3 separate regions of the Hordeum vulgare genome follow, and regions 2 and 3 are each linked to region 1. A link is a contact called in public Hi-C data. All regions are on one chromosome and are shown on one strand. The core of a region is the stretch at or near the end of the contact, and the rest is flanking DNA. Distances in the headings are between cores, read along the strand shown.

Evidence for each region. Hi-C and Micro-C count contacts between places; a contact is called where the count stands out from the background.
Region 2: a contact with region 1 is called in a Hi-C map of leaf, with 7 times the contacts expected there. The contact joins the promoter of LOC123407290 here to the promoter of LOC123412041 in region 1. A contact is called at or near these places in 3 of 6 Hi-C or Micro-C datasets (leaf and seedling) and 1 of 1 datasets of contacts at active chromatin or transcription factors (embryo).
Region 3: a Hi-C map of leaf shows a contact between it and region 1, with 5 times the contacts expected there. The contact joins the promoter of LOC123411254 here to the promoter of LOC123412041 in region 1. A contact is called at or near these places in 2 of 6 Hi-C or Micro-C datasets (leaf and seedling).

Annotation. Positions count from the first base shown.
Region 1 is chr7H:136,476,882-136,479,837 of MorexV3_pseudomolecules_assembly, forward strand. LOC123412041 (enhancer of mRNA-decapping protein 4-like) reads left to right here and starts at 1,282. Exons shown (of 14, transcript XM_045104999.1): 1 at 1,282-2,170. The coding sequence starts at 1,433.
Region 2 is chr7H:136,334,845-136,337,847 of MorexV3_pseudomolecules_assembly, forward strand. LOC123407290 (serine/threonine-protein phosphatase 4 regulatory subunit 2) reads left to right here and starts at 1,326. Exons shown (of 8, transcript XM_045100396.1): 1 at 1,326-1,474; 2 at 1,966-2,513. The coding sequence starts at 1,984.
Region 3 is chr7H:136,728,569-136,731,621 of MorexV3_pseudomolecules_assembly, forward strand. LOC123411254 (chaperone protein dnaJ 11, chloroplastic-like) reads right to left here and starts at 1,631. Exons shown (of 1, transcript XM_045104188.1): 1 at 738-1,631. The coding sequence starts at 1,340. The coding sequence ends at 1,005.

The DNA of each region.
Region 1 (2,956 bases), core at 32-2,531:
TTTTGGACGTATCAGCCGTCCGTCGCCGTCAAGCCCGAGCTAGGAGAGGCCGCTCCGTCGACGCAACCCGGCGACAACCTCGTCATAAACGAGGGCCGCCGCTAACCTTCCCCTCCTTGCGGCCACCTTCGCCTGGTCAAGCCAAAGGAATCGGCAACGACCGTCGTGGTGAAGAAGTAGCACGAGGCCATGGCCGTTGACCTCGACGCCGACCTCAAATGGTCGCGCGACGACTATGTGGGGGAGAAGACGGAGCACCAGCGTCACGCTTTGGAGGAGATCGCCGAGCGGCACCGCGGCCGCGAAGATGGCGGCGTCATCGTCCTCTCCGATAGCGATGAGGAGGCGGTTGCGCCGACCCCGTGCATCCGCAGCGGCGACCCAGGGCAGCAAGGACGACGATGACCCACCGAGCGACGACGACGACTTCTACAAGCTCCTCGGCATGAACTAGCCCCGGGTCGGCTCGTATTTCTTTAGTTTTTTATGTATGTTTTTAAATTTGTGTAAATATGAATGAAACCGCCTATATTTTGTACAAAATTGAATAATTTTCATTGAATTTAAGCCAAATTTGTTTTTGAAATCGGCGTCTGGGGGACGATGGCTGGGAACCAGAGCTCCCCACGACGAAAATATCGCCGATTAGCCTCTAGGAGGCGATATTTCAAGACGGGGGGGGGGGGGGGAGGGGTGGCGAACGGCTGTAGATGCTCTAAACTTGTAGCAAAGTTAAACTATTCTTCTTACAATTTTGGTAAATCTGAATTGACTGAGACTTGCTTATGTCTTAGTCGGTAATGTGTTTATGAGATTTTAGATTGAGACCCTATTATTTTTTTCAGTTTTTTTTGTTCTATCTTAAATATTACTCCCTCCGTTTCTAAATATAAATCTTTTAAGATATTTCACTAGGAGTCCACATACGAAGCAAAATGAATGATTCTATACTCTAAAGTATGTCTATATACATATGTATGTAGTCCATTAATGAAACCTCATTAAAAACTTATAGTATTTAGGAATGGAGGAAGTACTATGTTACTTGATTAAGACTTGATTAAGTCTCAATTGATCGAGACCTAGCCATATCCTTCTTATGCCACAAATTAACGTTCGACAAAACATTCTACCCCTTTGCTATTTTTTCGGAAACTTACATCCATTTGAACTTACACTCGTTTAAACTTCTACTGTACTTAAACCTATCTCGCAAAAAACAAACCGACTTAACGTAAGTTCGTTTAAACTTCAACTTAAACTGATCATCATAAGAGGTGGCCACTAGGCAGCTGCCATTGTTCCCAAAATCCTGTCAGGGGAGCATTCTCCGTCTTCCTCCTCTGCTTCCTCCCTCCTTCTACGTCTTCCTCCTCCATCCCCTTCCCCATCTCAACCCTAACCGATCCACCTCGCGCTCGAGCGGCCTCTCATGGCGTCACCCTCGGGAAACCCTAACCCCAACCCCAGCGCCCCTTTCGAGCTCAGCAGGCTCTTCAAGCCTCCCCCAAACCCTAACCACCCCACAACCGTCCCGACCCCCACCGGCATCTTCCCGGGCGCCCCGCCCGGCGCGCCGATGGCCGCCGGGCCGCCGGGCCCATACTCCTACCCGCCCGCCACCCCGCCCTTCCACCGCAACCAGTACCTCCACTACCCTACCGATCCCAACGCCGCCCACCTCCCTGTCGCCGCCTTCGCGAACCCTAACCCCACCGCAAACCCTCTCCCTAACCCCGGCCCCGGCCCCAACCCGGGAGCTCGGCTCATGCAGTTGCTGGGCAACACCGCGCCCGCCCACCTCGAGTCCGTGGCGTCCATGCCGCCCACGTCATCGGAGTTCTCTGGCGGCCCGGTGGCGCCGCTGCCAGGGATGCCGTCCGCGCCGCCGGCGAGGATGACAAGCACGAGCAGCAAGATGCCCCGGGGCAGGCTGCTGGGGCCGGGGGACAGGGCCGTGCACGATGTCGATTCGCGGCTGCCAGGGGAGGCGCAGCCACCGCAGCTGGAAGTGACTCCCATCACCAAGTACACCTCGGACCCTGGGTTGGTGCTGGGCCGGCAGATCGCTGTAAACCGGACGTACATCGTGTACGGCCTCAAGCTTGGCAACATCCGCGTGCTCAACATCAACACCGCACTACGCTCGCTCCTTCGTGGGCACACACAGGTACGTCTTCTGTAGACTGATAGTACCAATATTTTTTTGCCGTTGAGTGCCTTGTTGGAGCCCTGTGATGTTAGTGCAGATTTGTTGCTCTATGCACGAGCTCCCTATAAGCATTAATTTGTGTGTTGAGGAAACAGTGTGATGCTATGGTGTAGACTATCCCTTAGTCATAAATTCATTTCCAATGATGGGATGCATGGAAATGGATTGGTATAAACTAGATGGATATTAGTTCACCTGAAAAAGTGAAGTGTTGCGTGGTTTGTATACACAAAGCATGCAATCTCAAAGTACGGACTCGAATTCGATCTAGTGTTGGTCACTTCGTACCGGGGGCAGTAAATCTGACTCTTATATTGCATATGATGATATATTGCATATGATGACAGTCATATTCCAGTCTGAGGTCTTGACTATTAACTAAATATGGGTGGAGTATTTATTGAAAGGTTATGTTGCCAAGAGAAATAATATGGTGCTACGTGCAGCAGAAATCCGAAGGGAATAGCCAAATATGCTTGCTGCATAAGCCAGGTTCAGATTATAAATGTCTAGTCATATTTATAGTCCACTCGAATTAATTCTTCTTTCTCAGACTGATGGGGTCCATTTGTCATCAGTTATCGACTTATCGTACTTGTAGAATATGAGCTCTTCATATCTGATTTTCAGTGCCAATTTTTTGTTAGTTCTGTATCTGTCTTGTTTCATGAGGTAATGTTGATTTTAGTTCGCATGAAGGTGCATTTCTTTATTATATTTAGCGTGGCCTTATTTTGTTTGCTG
Region 2 (3,003 bases), core at 76-2,575, 140 kb before region 1:
GCTGCTGGAGCGGCGCGCGCGCTGCACTTTAGCGCTGCTGCTGGAGCCAGCGCTGCGCGACGCGCCAAACCAGACGATGGGCGCGCGGCAAACAGGTTTTTTAGGCGCGGCCCGAAGCGCGGCTGTTGGAGATGCTCTTATCAAATTGGTTTTATTTTTATATCTTGTGTTTATCTATAAGTGTTCTTTTAAGCCCCCCTCCCCCCAACACACACAAAAAGGGATATGTATTTGGCACTCTTCTAATCGTAAGTATATAACTTTATTGTGTCATGAATCATGTAGAGGCATTTGCATCGGTACACAGAAGTTCATTTTGATCTTCTTTTATACAAGGATTTTATATGAAAGTATATCAATTTTGAGGATTTAGGTACTTAGGGCACTTCAAATTGTTGCAAAAAGTGAGGTGTTTTGGCTCCCACGCTCAGATGAGTCTGAAAATAAACAAACAAATCATTTAAAATACTAAAAAATTAAAATTTTAATGTGGAAAGATGCTTTAGCGTGTGATGTACATGCTAAATTTCATTAAAATACTAAAAATTCAACCTTTTAATGGAGAAAAATGCTTGAGTGTGTGATGTACATACCTAATTTCAAAATATTTGGATGTAGGAGTAGCTGTGAGTGAAAATGACAAATTTTGAGTCCGTAAAAAAGTTTATTGTTTGTGCATTGTTCGAACCCTATTTGGTTTGTTTTGTTGAGAGCTACTTTGATGTTCAAATGCTTTGAATTTTGACATGGACCTCACACATTCAAAATATCTTCCATATAAATAAATTTATTTTTTCAAATTTTACTAGTATTTTTGTAAAATTTGTTGTTCATGAGATGCAAATGAGCCTGTTCTTTTAACATAGTACAAATATAAACGTTTATATGCGCGCATACAATCATCTTTATGAACGTATATCCTACCTCTATGAGCATTTTCGAAAGACTGAACCGACATATTATCTTTAAAATTTACGAAGTCACCATAATCATAAACGTTTTCTTTCATCGAATGCGCATCGTCGAAAACTAAAAAATAAACTCAGAAATAAATATAAACACTAGAATTAAACTCTAATGAATTGAGAATACCACAATCTCTTCAACCATTTAACTGCAAGTTTTTTTTTTTGAACTTACCATTTAACTGTAAGTTGGTTTGCAATGAGCGTCGGCTGAGAATTGAATATTCGTACCAGTCCGTTTTTCCCTTTTCTACCCACCACTTACCCTGACCCACCACCGCTGCCAGGGTTGAACAGACCATTTTACCCCTGACTCGATCCTGAAGCCGCCGTACGCCCGCACCCAAACTTCTCTGGTCCTGATCCACCCTAGCCAGGTTGCCAGCCAGCCAGCCAGCCAGGCCCCTCCCGCAGCCGGCCTCCCACTCGCCGCTCATAAGGCCGCCGCCCGGAGCTCGCCCCACCGGCCACCATTCCGCCACCCCCGCCGCAGGAAAGCAAGGTCCTAGGTGCGCCCCTCCTCCCCCCTTCCCCACACTCCTCCTCTCTCGCCTCTCCCGGCCTTCGGGTTTCGCGGAGCCCTCCCCTGCTGGTTTGGATCAGGGGCGTGTTTGTTGCCGCCGTCTGTTGATTGGGCACGGGGAGGCTCGAGCAGGTACTGCGTGGGTGCTGGTTCGGTGCCGTCCATTGCCTCGATGCGGTCGTCCGCTCCGTGATTTGGGTGTGATTGGTGGTGGTGCATGCTATTCGGACGCGGAGACGTCGTGGCCATGAGCTAGGGTTGTGGCGCGGCGCCGGGGAGCTAGCATGTGGCGGTTAGTGCTGAGACGAATCGTTAGTTTGGGATGGGGAAGGAGTGCTGCCATGGGAGAGGCGGGGAAGATGAACGAGACTGCCTGCGATTAGATAGGATGTGGAATGATTTGTGGTGTTTTAAGGGAACCAGGACGATGTGATGAATACCTGAATTTCTTGTCTAAGAATTTTTGCCATTTTGCAGTTACTGGAAGGGTTGGGCATGGAGGGTGCGGCAACGGAGAACTCGACGGGGCCCAGGGTGGCTCCGGAGGTGGCTGACCACGCAGGTCAGCATGTCGAGGGCTCGGCGGTGCCCATGGTGGTGCCAGAGGCGGCTGTCGAGGCGGAACAGCATGTCGAGCGCTTGACATTGCCCATGGTGGTGCTGGAGGCGGCTGTCGACACGGACCAGCATGTCGAGGGCTCGACAGCACCCATGGTGGTGCCAGAGGCAGCTGTTAACGCAGAGCAGCATGTCGAGGGCTCGGCAGTGCCTGTGGTGGTGCCAGAGGCAGCTGTCAACGCAGACCAGCGTGTTGAGGGCTCGACTGTGCCTATGGTGGTTCAAGAGGAGGCTGTCGACGCAGACCAGCGTGTTGGCGCCGTGGCAGCGCCCATGGTGATGACTGAAGCAGATGTAGATGCAGACCAGCGTGCTGACGGCGTGGCAGCACCCATGGTGATGATTGAAGCAGCTGCTGACGCGGGTCATCCTATCGAGGATGCGGCCACCCAGGACAGGAAGGACGGGTAATCCATTCAAATTTATGTGGCCGCTGTGGTTCTGTAGATCTAGCTTTCATTATTGTCATTTTCCTTTTCACGGAAGCTTTAAATGATTGTTAGGTACTGAAACTTATATGTGCATGCATGGGTACTTGGGTAGAGATTTACTCCCTCCGTATCGAAATATAAGACCTTTTAGAGATTTTACTATGGACTACATACAGATGTATATAGACATATTTTAGAGCGTAGATTCACTCATTTTGCTCCGTATGTAGTCCATAGTGAAATCTCTAAAAGGTCTTTGATAGGAATAGGATCCCTACCAGACCTAGATCGCAGGTTATATGGGTGGAAGGGTGGCTGGCGTTGTGCTGGGCGCGGCTGCCGGTGGCGAGGCGCTGTTGTCGCACGCGTGAGAGAGAGAATAGGGCGGCTAGGGTTAGGGCACCGGCTCCTGCTAGGAGCCGATCAAATAGATTGATTCTGCTTAACCTCAAACGGTGTCTCTTAC
Region 3 (3,053 bases), core at 381-2,880, 250 kb after region 1:
AATGGAAAACATAAAATTAAAAGAAAAAATAAACCATAAACCCAAAACTCCTAAATCTTTTAGTCCCGGTTGGTGTAAATAACCGGGACTAAAGGCCCCGAGCTCCCCGACATAGGCTCGTGCCACGTGGTGGACATTTAGTTCCGGTTCATGATGAACCAGCACTAGGAGGGTTTTAGTCCCCACCCTTTAATACCGGTTGCAGAACCGGCACCAAAGGTCCTTACGAATCAGGATCATTGCCTGCACTAGTGACTTGTGAATGCCTGCCCTATTTGGTCAAATTGAATCTCATCAAGTAGCAGCTACTAGCTGCATCGCTGCACGACGGATCCACGCATCCATGACACGCTTAGCCGTGGTACTTAGTTCACTATTCATCATCAACTAGCTAAACCCGATGCGCGTCCTGTGCGGCTGGTTAGCCTGAGGACACATAAGCTAAACGAGTAGGGTTTGATTGTCCGCTTGCGCATAATTTTATTTTCGCTATGCTTATTTCTTTCACCCACTTACAAGTAGAACCCACATAAGCAAAGAGAGAAAGTGAGCTAACGAGATTGTTTAACTGGTCAAATAGATGAAATACGGAGCTATACGATCTACTAGCGACCGTATAACCACCTCAACACGTATATAGTGATCATATTTTTGAGTAGAGTGATCAAAGTGAGCGTATACGATAAGTCCAATGATATAATGCATTTTACTCACTCTCAAACACCTGAAACTAAAAATTTAGGCGAAAAACAGCTGAAGAGTAGCAAGCTTGAATATATATGTTTACAAAAGCTACACCACCGAACCAAAAAATGGCCCCGCAAAAAAGACTAACAAGTGGGGCCAGCTACATAGAGGGACAGATGACTGGGCCCACACCACAACCTTTCCACTAACCTAGCACTAACTGCGCCGAGAACGACTTAAAAAAAACTGCACCTACGCAGGCCGTTGCAGCTCATCCACGTTCATGGGAGTTGGGACATCATGGCTTGGTGGATGGATCACCAGCACTGGTCCGTCTCCCACCTCCGCACCCGCATCACGCCGCCGCCGCCGCCGCCGCGGAACACCCCGAGCGAGCTGTCGTATCGCGCCCTGGCCGCCGGGTCAGACAGCGTCTCGTACGCCCTCCGGATCTCCAGGAACGCCTCGGGCCCTCCGTACCCGTGGCCGCAGGAGGCGACGTCGGGGTGGAGGCGCTTGGCCATGGAGCGGTACGCGGTCCTGATCTCCACCTGTGTCGCCGAGCGCCCCACGCGCAGCGCCTCGTACAGCGACCCCGCCGCCGGCCTCGCCGCGGATACCATCGGCGGCGCCACAGGCGCTGCTCCCGCCATTGGCTAGAGTAGACCTTCGGCTTGGTCGTGGTCGAGTTGGGGGTTGGGGGGTCGAGTGGGCTGGGAGTTGAACACTTCGGCTGGGTGTGCGCGAGGGCGGGGAGCTGAAGCTTGTGATTATGAAGGGTTCTTGCATGCCAGCGATTCGAGATAGGTTTGGATGTAAGGTGGTGGAGAGGTGGGGACATGACATCGATCACTTGCTATTTAGGTTGGGGATGGGACGTCACTGTCGACTGTCGGAGTAGAAGGAAGGAGGGCGGGAATGGTTTTCCGTTGGTGTCGCACCATGGGTCGGCCGGTTCTGAGGCGCCGTCGGTGTGGGCCCTCGCTGCATCTGCCTTCTAGAACGACATCATCACTCTAGCAGTCTAGCTTGCCAGGTCACGACATTTCGATCTTTTATTGATCTGATCCACATCAAGCAACGATGTGGTAAAGTCGTCAGCTTCCCGCTCAAGAGTGTAATTTCTTTGTTATCCAAAAAAAAAAGAGTGTAATTTCTTTCTTCATAGTTACCCCATCCATATCAAATATAAGAAGTTTTGCAGTTCAAATTGAACAGCAAAAAGGTCTTATATTTCGTGTTATATTTTGATAGAAAGGTAATACTATTGAATTTAGTTAATTTTTACTTAAGTTTATACTAGCAAAAGGGCCCATGCGTTGCAACGGGAGAAAAAAATACAACACGCTTTTAATCTTTTTATAATCATTTTGATTTATTAAAATAATAAGCTAACTAACTAATGTAGTCAGTCCTATCCTATTTTGTTGAGAAATCAACCCGTCCATTGTTAATTCCACCATGCTGAGAAATTGAGCGGGACAAGTAAAGCAAAACATAGAGGCTACGTGAATTGATCAATGTACTGTTATTTTATTTCACTCATGGGGTAGAGAATGTGGGATCAGATGACAAACTGAAGGTGGTGTTCCATTCTCTGTCTCTACAACAATACAATCTTACATTCAATACATTCATTCATCAGCAAACAAATCCCCACAAAACAAAATTTCTTGCCGGTGCTTGGCACATGGTTGGAGGCATGGGGAGGGGATCTCACCAAATGATGAGTTCCTGCCGGAGGAGGGGATACGATGAGGGGAGCAAGGGTTAGGCGCCTCTATCTGGCCATAAGGAGTCGCCGTTGCCGCGCCATAACCTCGGAGTTCCCCGTGTGAGCCATAGAGGACCGCCTCCACCTGCAAGTACTTCGCTCCGTCGCGTTGCCGCCGTTCTGCATCGAGCAGACGCATCATCCCAAGTCACTGTAGTTGCCGCGTTGATTTGATCCAGAAGCTGTGCTCGAGCGCCGAAACGGGGGCAGCAAGCGGGCAGAGGTACGGCCGTGGAGGCGGGTGGGTTGAGATCGACAACAGTGGTGGTTGAGGTCGGCCACGGCGGCGAGTGGTGTGGCAGCGGCCTGGGCACAGGACAGGGTGGACCAGGGTCGACGCGATACTCTCGAGCGCCGCAACGGGGGCAGTGAGCGGGGAGAGGTACGGTCGCGGAGGCGGGTGGGTTGAGATCGACAGGGGTGGCGGTTGAGGTCGGCCGCGGCGGCGAGTGGTGTGGCGGCGGACTGGGCACAGGCCAGGGTGGCCCAGGATCGACAGGAGGAGGCAATGCGTACGGATATAATTTTTGCAGCGAATTGTTTTTTTCTTTTGCGTTGCAGATAAATGATGGAGCGCGGGTTGAATAACAAA